Regions from separate parts of the Bicyclus anynana genome. Here region 1 is linked to region 2. Evidence: chromatin contacts called from public Hi-C data. All regions are on one chromosome and are shown on one strand. Each heading gives the region's core, a stretch centred on a gene start, on an enhancer-like site or on the middle of the called end of the contact. The rest is flanking DNA. Distances are from core to core; before and after follow the strand shown.

Evidence for each region. A called contact is a pair of places that touch in the nucleus more often than the background predicts.
Region 1: a contact with region 2 is called in a Hi-C map of whole body, with 1.6 times the contacts expected there. The contact joins two enhancer-like sites. A contact is called at or near these places in 2 of 2 Hi-C or Micro-C datasets (whole body and whole larva).

Annotation. Positions count from the first base shown.
Region 1 is chr3:17,135,557-17,141,153 of ilBicAnyn1.1, reverse strand. The region is part of intron 3 of LOC112048889 (GTPase-activating protein skywalker); the gene reads left to right. Among protein-coding and RNA genes, the nearest start is that of LOC128198037, 18 kb to the right of the region's middle. Within about 2 kb of position 3,328, at least 8 of the 8 cell types and tissues checked have open chromatin away from gene starts, as enhancers often do.
Region 2 is chr3:17,086,458-17,092,587 of ilBicAnyn1.1, reverse strand. It overlaps LOC112048889 (GTPase-activating protein skywalker), which reads left to right. Exons shown (of 13, transcript XM_052891372.1): 5 at 695-819; 6 at 3,484-3,630; 7 at 4,501-4,685; 8 at 5,124-5,289. Among protein-coding and RNA genes, the nearest start is that of LOC112048894, 20 kb to the right of the region's middle. Within about 2 kb of position 3,532, at least 7 of the 8 cell types and tissues checked have open chromatin away from gene starts, as enhancers often do.

The DNA of each region.
Region 1 (5,597 bases), core at 2,079-4,578, 49 kb before region 2:
AGAAAAATTTGCATATTACAATCTTTGATATAAAGTGTAAAATATAAATATATAGTATATAAAGTGTATAAGTCAGAATATTCGACAATACTGGATTCTATTTTCGATGCAAATATATTGTTATGATGTTCGAATCGTATAATGTACGTTCATCCAGATCAAAGCCATTATCAGTAGCGTGCGCTGAGTGCCACTTAATAGTGCTCCGTTCTTATCCGACATCAAGGTTGAATGCATTTGCAACAGTAAAATGTCTGAAGTTTCTATTGTAGGAAATAATTCTGTCAGAATCTGAGGATTTTTTCATTTCATTATAAGGTTATATGTTTTCTAAAATATTATCTTAATCTAAATCTTTTACTTTAGCTTGAGCTGCACATGTATTTATTTACGTATTAGTAGTATCAGTATTAATCATACAACGTTTTCATCTTCTAAAGATGTGTATTGTCGCCACTTTGTATCGTCCAAGCATTCTCTGCAAGTATGAAAATAAGATAAAACATTCTCTGTAAGACGATGCTTATGCCAAGTAATTATGGCGACAACAGTTTTCCAACGCCAAAGTTCAGCTCTTTTTAAATAACCCTCAGTAAATTCTTTTGTAACTTTTCATTAAAATTTTCTTCAAATAGAAAAATATTAACAAAGTCTAATTGAACTAACTTTTTTCAACAGACATCTGAAGCAAGAAGCTTTTAATGGAAGCTTTCGGTTTAAAAATGTTACATTTCTATTTAAATTTGAAATGCATTATACGTTATTATTATTAGGTAGGTATTATTAATTGTTTGATTTGATCTGATACATGAAATAAATGTCAAATACCTAGGAAAACAGTCAGTTTGACAGGTTTAATGGAATTAATTTGCTGTCAAACGGTTCCGATCGTTAATGCTGATGTTTAGAAAAAGTAAACTTTCAGGCTTAATTTATAGTTAGTTAATGTATAGTGTGGAAGTCGCTTTAAAACTCGCATCATTGAAATGAAAATTGCTTTTATGATATTTGTGTTGTTCATCGCGTCACAGTTCATTAATTCCAAGATACGTAATCAGTAAGTGCCATTGTGATATCATTCCATAATTTACGTAATATTATGTTCCACTAAGATTACATTTAATGACTCACTGTAATTTCATTCGGTGCATTCTAGAAATAATGATTAAGTGGATTCATGATAATTCCTAATTTCATCGAGATGAGTTTCTAAAAATTAAGTATTTACTTCGACAATTGAGGATGTAGAAACTTGTAATCTGCTACAAAATCTGATCTGCTCGCGGAGCCACCATGGTCCAAACTACAGTAACTCACACCTGATGAAAAATCTTCTAGCTTTTATAAAATGGCTAAGGTCACACAGGCAATGTAGTCTATTTATTGTTAAAACTTCGAGATACGGTCACGTATATGACGGTACAAGTATCTATATAGTAAAACCTACTCAAAATAAACGATTATGCTCTGTGTTACTATTGCTATATGTATTCCGTTATTTGTATGTATTCCGTTGCAGAAAGACTGTTGGAACAATTGCCAAGAATCGGATGATAGATTTGCGTTCACTTAAAATTGTTTGCACTGGTACCGGTTGTAATATTGAATCATTTGAGATAGCGTTCAATTTACTGAATACAAAAGCTTAAGTTCTCAATAACAACGCACACTTGAAACAGGAAAACGTTCGTATTTTTGTTAGCGTCAACTCTATAATAAACGAAACAGAAAGATGAATCTATTAATATCCTAATAACGATATTAGAATTGATGCCTATTATTATACATGTTGCTCGTTTTGCTACCAGTGGACAACCTATGTGAGCTACGAGATCCCGGGTTGAAGTTTTAGGTTAAGCTATGTAAGACTAAGCTTTTCTTCTAAGAAATTTTCACCGTAAAATCTCAGCCCCGAAGTTGAGAAGGTCGCGGTGTTACACCCCGTGCTACGAAGAGCACGTTTAGGCGTTCCTGGATATTATCATTAACAACAACAACACCGTACCCCACCCGTATTGTTTTAGCGGGGTGGGTCTAAGCTCCATATATATACCCTCTCCTACAAAGCGGGAGGCCTGAATAAAATGCACGTTATCTAACGTAACGTCGTTGTATTTTACTCGTATACCTATCGTCGAAGGCTTTCGTTATAAAATAGACATAATCACACTTTTCATATTTATGTTTAAAAAGTACTCTAGCTTATTTAAGAGAGGAACAAAGTTTACAAAAGTTGTCTGCCTAGCCAGAAATACATTGTATTGTGGTACAATCGCTTAGTATGGCTTTTAAGACACACCCAGTTAGTTTTTGTAAACATTTTTATTAACCGACTTCCAAAAAGGAGGAGGTTCTACGTTCGGCTGTATGTATGTTTTTTTTTTTTTTTTTTTTTTTTATTTAAAGCTGTTTTTTTTTTTCGTGTTTTAATTAAAGCTGTTTCTGGAATAACCACAGAAATTTTGTAGTTTAAACGTATTTAATTAAAACATCACTGGCTTGGCACCGCCTTCAAACTGATCAGAAGGTAGCACATAGGTAGGATGTTATTTTTTGCTTTTTAGTTAAAGTTATTTTTTGAGTTGGAAGTCGGTTGAATTTTTTTTATTAAAATTTTTTACATCTACTGACTTTTTATACACATTTTTACTACGTTATTTATAATTGGTGGGTCGAGTATTAAATATATCTCAAAACTGGTTTCGCAAAGTTGCGTATGTGTAAGATCTAGGAAAAAATTATAGGGTTGTCAAATGGGAAAATGTGTTAAAATATAGCAATCTAATATATAATAATATATATTATGCTAGAGAAAATATTAAACATTTTTTGATGTTCGCCCGAGGAGAGTTCGAATGTTGAGGGATATGGAATAACATTTAAACATTTAAATTTAACAACAAACATTAAAATATTTCAAGTAGGTACCTAAGTCTTTTATTATTTTCGATTCATAAGTACCGCTCTACAACCTGATAAAATCAAAAATGTATTTTTAAAACCTATTGCGTAAAAGATTTCGATAAATATATATTCGCAAAAAAATTGCTTTTACAAATCTAATGACACCGAATATGTTAGAATTAGACTAGACTCCACGCCACGAAAAAGTCCCGCGGTTAAAACCTGAACTAAAATTGACAGCGCCTTACGCAAATAACAATAAAACCGCCATTACTAAACGACAATGAGTGCCATTAAGACATTAGCGCCGCGTCTACAGAGTAGAGCGTGTCAAAGTATGACACAGAATAAATCGCAAGGTAAGCCCATAGACAGGAAGTAATTCTTTGCATAATCTCTCACAGCCGTCAACCCTAACGCCGGCATGTAAACAGTGTGTGGGCGGCCTTGGGCGTGAAGGACACTGCGCGCGCGCAGACTGCGTGCACGCCATGCGCAAGGCGTTGCGAATTAATGAGTGTTCCGTTTTTTTTTTACTAGCGGCTGCGTTTTTAACCCAGCCGTGTGTTCTGCTGCCTTATAGCGGTCTTTATTATTTACGTTTTTATCAATAAGCTTATTAATAGGAATTATATTATTTTCATCTATTAAGTTAGCTTGTTCCACTTCGTAGCATGAGTTCCGGAGAAAAAAACTTCTTGGTTCTTCTTTCGAGAATTTCTCAAAAAAGACCTTGCAGTTTATATTGCTATTGCAAGGTCTATTTTTCACGATGTGCTTTTGTAAGCTCCTCCATCTGTCCTTCTCTCTTTAATAGTTTTGGATGCACCGTCCTATCTCTCTCCGGTCATTTTGGATGCATCACGTTACGTCATCACATACACGTGCGCAAGCACAAAAGCGTAAATTATGACATTTTCAGAACGAAATTCTTGCTCCTTTAATTTTTTCAAAAATTCGATCAAGTGGGAAGAAAAAACGGTTGGCTGGATTGAATTGAAACTTTGTAGGGTTTTTGTGGGTATATTGAACAGTAAAAGGCACACTTAACGTCAGTGGTTTCCGCAATATTTTTGATTGGGCGCTTGACTTTCCAAAAAACGACAAAAAGCCCTTTTTTGGATGCTTTTTCAAATTCATGTAATGATTGAAAAAAAAATTTTTTTTCAAAATTCAATTGCCAATCCTTGTAGAAAGTTTATTCAAGTTTTTGAAACCAACCTCAAAATTTCTGTGCGATCATTGGTTGCTGAGATATTGGTAATCAAAGACAAAATGATCTTTTTCCATTCAAACATCGATATCTCAGCGAGAAATGCTCGTATCGAGATTTAAAAAAAACGAAATTAAATCTGAATAAACAAGCTATCCGGTCCATATAGAAGTTGAGTCGAAAAAATTTTTTCCACGTCCGTAGATTAAAAAAAAAAACCAAAAAAATTTCGAAAATTTTTTTTTCGGTGGTTTTCTTATGATTACTCGAAAAATATTTTCAAAAAAAAATTTTCAAACTCAGATCCAAAAACTAAACACTTAGAGCTACAATTTGCTTTTTATTTTTTTGCTGTACGACCATTTTTGTATAAGTTACAGACTGTTGAAAATCCCCCAAAAATTTGGATTTTTTTTCTGCTCCCTTAATTTTTGTGCATAGTATATATTAAATTTACAAATCAAAATCAGCAAAAAAATTAAAAACACAAATCCGGTTTACCTGTTAAATGTAAACATGTTCGACCTTGGAATTCCCTTTACGTTATATTCGTAGGTTGTTTGTTCACTGCTTGAGCTTTTTTGTCTTAGGGCGGAAGTCCGGTCGCATTGATTTTGGCTTTTATCACACAAAAGAAGTCCTTCATATATTTTAGAGCCTATAAGATCAAAACAGGTTTTGTTGTGGAGCTCTTACTACAACAAAAGAGTGTAGAAACCCTGACTAAGGAGGATGGAAACGATGGATTCTATGCTTACAAAATGAATCTTCAATCTTATCCCATCACATCATGGCACATTACATAAAAACCATGTTATTCTCTACACCGGCGAAGGGGGCGTGGCTTTACTACACGCGATCTAACGGCATGATGAACACTTGTGTGTGTTTTTGCACGGATAACGCGCTAATAATAAAATTTACAAAACAGGTTGTCATTCTATGTCATCATAGTATAGATAATAGAATCTTACGTAAAACTAAAAGAGTCATATTTTAAGCGACAATGTTGATGAGTTTTATACGTTAAATGAAATTTAGTTATATTTCGATATCACAATCACTTTTTGAGAATGTTCACGAAATGTCCGCTATAATTTCTGTAGAGGTGTCATGTTTCTGCTCGTTCAAATAGATTCTATGTGCAAGTCATTTATGGCCATTTATTAATACTTTTTGAGCAATTACAAATTTCTTGACCTTTATTTACATGAATATCAAAATGTAGATCGGTAGGAATATCTAACATTTACATCATAGTAGACAGTTTACTCGTAGGTTCACGATTGTGTGTTATGTTCTACATTCCTCTGAAATAACTTACCACGCGATTAGATACATCTTTTTTCTTAATCCCATCCACTATATTTGCGAATCAACGAGCTCCGTTGACAGCTATATTTAGCACAACTGCCGCCATCCAACAACCAGGTTTTTCTGGGTTGATCGCGGTGACAAACGATTATTGGTTTGTATTTTA
Region 2 (6,130 bases), core at 2,283-4,782:
CCCAGTTTCGCATTTTAAACTTGCAATGAATTACAATCGGTGTACACGATTATGACATCGAGGTCAGTGATATCGTCCAGTTTATATTTGAGTATTTCTCAGGGAACATGAAAAATATAGTTTAGATAAACAATCATAAATCTATATGAATCAGTTTGGAAGCAGAGCAGACGCTGTCAATGGAAACGGAAATAATGTAATGAATTATATTCAACGAGGAATGACTTTTTGGTGCAAAAAAATCTGGGATAATATTCCTCAAATTTATCATATCATCATAAAATGTTGGTCTTCTGCTGCTCTGTAATTTTTGGCTTATTTTTATTTTTAATTTTTTTGTAAATGCTTCTTAGTTGAATTAAGATCAAATAATAAGCGTTCAGCATTGCAGTATTTCAGTCTAGTTCTGAATTAACTTGCTTGAATAGGAGTTATGGAAAATGACAATAATGTAGTTTGTCGACAGTGTTGCTGTCTACAGTATCTCAACATTCATTTGTTAAGTTGTCCTGTATGATTGAGAGAGGAAGCTCGTGATCCTAAAAATATATTTACTGGATCCCGTTACATTTTTAGATTAAGGATAATTAGGCACAAAACTATTTACAATAATCATTGTTAGTGTTAAGGTCGCATCTACATTCTCGGTTTCACATTTTTATAAATTGACAAAAAAACTTTTTCTTCTTTGCAGAGGAAGAATGCTACCACTGCATGGCGAGTCTCGTCGCGTCCAAGGAAAAGATGTTCATCACACAGACAAAACTCCTGAACGAAGTCACGTGGAAGACAGTCATGCAGATCGCGAAGAAACATGCCGTAAGCTTGAATTTGGATTATTTACTGCTTCAAAGTTATTTGTTGATTCGCGCTGAAGGTCTCATAAGATCCATACATTAGAACAACAATTCGACTATATATTATATGTATATATTCGATAAATTAATTAATTCTTCAATTCCGGTTAAGATTACAAAAATGATTGCCATTTAGTAAAACAAAGAAAGGTTAAAATAATTAATAGCATGTTGAATGTACAAACATTCGTTATGTATATACGTTTATACATTAACATAAATTCTTTTCTTTACGAACCAACGTCACGTAATACCACCGTATCGCTTAATCTTTATTATACTTATTGTATGAAGCAGGGGTCTTTAGATAAATGCTGAATAATAAAAACAATAAAATCGAGCCCCTTATTTTTATCGTCTTCAAAGACGTCCTCTGATGATTTCCTTTATTAGTTAATTTGCGTTATATGCTTTTCTTAGCAGAATGCTTATTACGGAATCAGACTTTTTTAAATCTATGCACTTAAATAATTATTATTTTATTGTTAATAATTATAATTATAATAATTAGGTTGCGTTAGTTAAGTCAAGTTTTAGAGTTTACTGTTTGGTAAATTAAAATATACAGTGTAATATAATTCTGTACCATGTATACAGAATTAATTTAATGTTATTTTTATATAAAAAAAAGTTTTATGTCTGCCAGCTACCTTCGTGGCATAACATGGTAGAACCATAACTTGATTTTTTTTTATATATAAAATTATGAAAATAAAGAAGTTGTATTAATTTACGTACTTCGTTTTTAGTTAATCAACAAAGGTCATCTTATACGTAAGTCCCCAGATTTAATTACATAAAGAAGTTAACTATCAAAACGCACCATTTTAAAACCCAACTGAAAGGGAATCGCGTGACCACGAACGGCATATAAATAACGCTATCAGGTGTACCTTAATATAGCATCGAACACGCGACACGTTTAAGTACAGTTATGTTTTGAATTTCCTATACTATGCATCGAAACGAAATATCCGGCTTGAAGGACCATTTTTATATTGTGTACTTTGAGGACATTCAATGTTTTTAGAGAAATTTGGATCAAATATATTGAAAGGATTTATAGGCAGACATTTCAATCCCTGAGATTATTTAAATAACTTTATATACGAGGTGCAAACATATATCTTAGCATTGATAAAGTAGTATTAAAATAATAATGACCGCTATTAAGTTTTTTTTTATCTTTGTCATTGAGCTTGTATTGTAAATACAGCTGCTATTTTAAGATATTGCAATTATTTGTTCTGTTAAAAGTACGACTAATATAAACAGAGAATAACATGTGCAAGTTTTAATTTCAAATTTCAAAAAAACCATGGAAACCAATAAAATGTCTCAGAAGACATTTTATTGGTTTCCATGGTTTCCAGATCTTGCGCCTAGCCCGCGTCTGCGGTAAAGTTTAATCCTTCCCGTTTCAAAAAAATTAAGTCAAAACGGACAACCGTTATCTTGGTGTAGGGTTGCCACGAAACTAACCTCCTTTACCTCCTTTAGGTTTTCTTCCTATAGCTACTATGAATTAAACTACGTATTCGCTTACAGTACTTATCTTGAAAGCCTGACAAACTTTGATATTTTCCAAAATGACGAATCTATTTCTAAAAGTGCCAGTAGGTACATTTTGATCAGTCGACGCAATGATAGCTGGCTTCGTTTTCAAAACACTGTCAAGTAACTATATGGCATCGGTTTGTTTACATAGGCAAATAGGTTTCGATCGATTCGGTACGATGTCGTTCACCCCGACGCATTAAGAATTTATAGATTCGATAATAGCGACCGGTTTCTAACCTCTGGTCCTTGGCTACCAGATATTGTTATCGTCAGTAAAAACAATTTATTACGCGGGCACGCCACGAGACTATCGATTTTATAGCCATTATGGACCTAGGTTAGGAACATAAATAATCACTCAAAAGAATAACCAATGATTGTTAATTACTCCAATTGTGTCATAATCTACCTACCCCTACCGTACCCTACACCTACCCTACTCCTACCATACCCCTACCCTATCCTAACCCTATCCAACCGCTTGGACTTTTTTATTTTTTCTCCGTAAGAACCATCCTCGTACTTCAAAAAATATGCTAAAAAAACAATTAGTGACATCGGTTCAGCCGTTCGACATTTGCGCTTACGATGAATTTAAGATTCATTTTTATATTATAGAATAAGAAACTTTGCATAATATCCTGATATTGTAAGTCGTCTTCAAACAAAAGTGAGAGGCAGATCATCTCGTCCCAGATACTAAGTCGGGTGAGGGTACAGTACAGGCCTCGAGGCTCCTTGCCTGGGTAAGGCGCGGGGGATCTTGTTCCCCCGTTCATGTTCCGGCCCCTTTCAGAGCTGAGGCCTTTGGGCCTAAGGGTAATAGTGGATGTCAACATAACTCGTTCTCAGACACTTAGTGGCTCAAACTATAGGCTACATGCCGACCCAAAGACCCTACCGTAGTCATGGTAGGCGATAGTCTCCAAGCGCAGAAGGCGTCGCGTCTCCCCCCGGCTCCTTGCGGGCCCGAGAGACTTCTTCTCTACGTAAAAAAAAATCCATGAGCTCCACCCGGACTGCGATGTTATCACAACAAACGTACAGCATCGCCCCTTGGTTGCAGAAGTCGGCCGCGCAGCACCTGTCGCGGCTGTCGGGCGCGATCGGCCCCGAGCGCATCTACGCGGACTGGCAGTGGTGGATCCTGGCGGCGCTGCCCTTCCCGCACCTCGTGCGCGTGCTCGACTGTTTCTTCCATGAAGGAATTAAGGTAACCCTTACTATAATCTAATCGTTATCTGTTACAAAGCCTTTGCTGAAACATCCCAATCCACTCCTCCGGCCTCCGGGCTATTAACTGTGGAAAAAGTTGAGCGGTTAAAGCGAGCTGATGTGCTCGATTCTGTGCAGACTTGAAGACAATAGTCTTCCTGCCTGGTAAAGCCAAATTTATTTGATCAAATCTCCTTACAGTCTGTCGACTGATTGCAGATACACAAAACAAAAAAAAAACTGTTACGCCGCTCCAAAGAGGTTTGGAGGGATTAAGGTTATAACTTTTAATTAACCCCCACTGTCAGATGTTAATAATAATGGAATGGAAAACAACGTCTTAACGTGCTCTCCTACTTTTACCAACTCCGGACTGAGAATTTTCTAAACTATTTTAGAAGAAAGAAAAGTTCCATGAACCGACCCAGAATTGAAACCCAGGACCTCGTGAACCGACATAGGATACCACTGGAGTCTGGACCAATGAGGCAATAACAGCGATAGTAGATATTATTAGGCCGAAATTATTGCAATTAACAACCAACCAATTCAACGTCATATTTTTTTCGGAATATAAGGTTTTTGTAGTTACTCCACGATCCTGCAGGCTAATTATTCACTTACACATCTATGACGTATGCTAGTTGACGTATACGAAATTGAGATTCTATGTAACAAATGTATGTCATCATCCTCTGATTATGCATTGTGCCCCCTTCCTTTCCTGTTTATATCCTGGATCGCTATATATTGTGGTTGTTTGATGTGCCTTTATTTGCTAACAGAGTTTTAATGGCTCTTAGCACATGGTTTAAGGCTTTAGATTACTATTAACTCAACTTAAGTTTGTATTATTTTTCTTTTACAGGTGTTCTACAGGGTAGCTCTAGCGATCCTTATCCTGTTCAACAAGCACTCCACCAACCAGAACTCAGAGTGGTACGCCGAGGCCACGAAGAACGGAGTCGATCACGCCGTCGACAAATTCTGCAGGAACATGCCTGCCTCTCCCACCAAGCTTCTAAGGACCGCTTTTAGTATAAGGGCACTAAGGTTAGAAAGGGTTCCGAGTGACAAAATGTTAGATTATAGTAGCGTTGTCCAGCGGTTTACACAGTTCAGTTGAAACAAATGCCATAAATACGACGCTTTAAAAAATTCATTATTAAAAAAATTAAATAACCCGACTGCTGGCAAGGTTAACAAAATATAATTCAATGATATAGTATAATGCAGAACTAGTGACTTTATTACAGTCGTAACCCATTATTATTGGAAAGTTTTGAGATGATTTCTATTTTTTAATGGATTCTAAAATTTGAAGGTTAGGCCTAACCTAACCTAACCATAACTTGAAAATAAAGACAATTTTAATCTAACAAAATAAAAAAGCTACTAACTAAAGTAAAGATGAAAAAGATAGTATGACTAACACTGTTAATAAAGATAATATCATGCTCAACAATGTTAATAAAAGTCTAATATTTCCAGTTCACAGTACATATCCCGGGTGTTCATAAAGACAGAGATGACGCTGAAGTCAAAGCAGGTGATCACTGGGTCGCGGCTGATGAGGTCGCGGTCCTCGGACAACCTGCCCACCAGCCAGTCGCAGGTCAACATACAGATGATGTCGCACACACTCACCATACGCGAGGTACGTCACTCACTTGCACACACACACATACACAAATAAACTAATGAGCGTAATCTTTTACATACAGGACAAGCCGATGATGAAGATTATAAATAATGTGGAAGCCAAAGACCGATCAGTCTATTTTATAAGAATTGTTCAAGTTTCAGGAATTGAAATTATATAGAACTATTCTATAGTAAAACATTTTTTGTCGTTGTAGTACCTCTAGATATCCAAATATTCAATTCAGCTATAAGCTGAAAGGCTGATTAAAATGGCAAAAAGAACTTGACTATTTATCGGCTCGGCCTTTGACTAACATATATGAACAAATTGGTAGCTATTTTAGTAACTCCTGAGAGTAATATATTTAAAGCTAAGAAAATGGGAATATATATTGATGAGTTGCAATTAATTTTTGTGGTAAATGGTATCCCATGCTTTTTGACCTATTTATTTATAAAAAAAATATATATATTCGATCGTGACATTTAACCGATGCGAACAAAGTTCTAACTACACCAAATGCACATCCACGCCATATTGAAAAAGGTTTTTATGTGAACGATATGAAAATAATATTGTGTATTAGAAATCATTTTACTTGGTTTGCAGAGAATGTCTGAGGAAACGTGCAAACAGATGGTATCGTACACGACAACATTAGGCGTGGCTTTCGCTTTTCTTTCTCATTCAATCATTCGGTTGCGTTTCTAACACAACTAACTTCAATGACATCGAATACTTAAGATTCGATGAGACAAACCATGAGTCTTAATTTCTTGTAAAATATATTTTATCCTTTGTCTCCTTTCCTTTATGTCAAATCCACTTTTTTGTTATGTTCAGATCTGTGTAG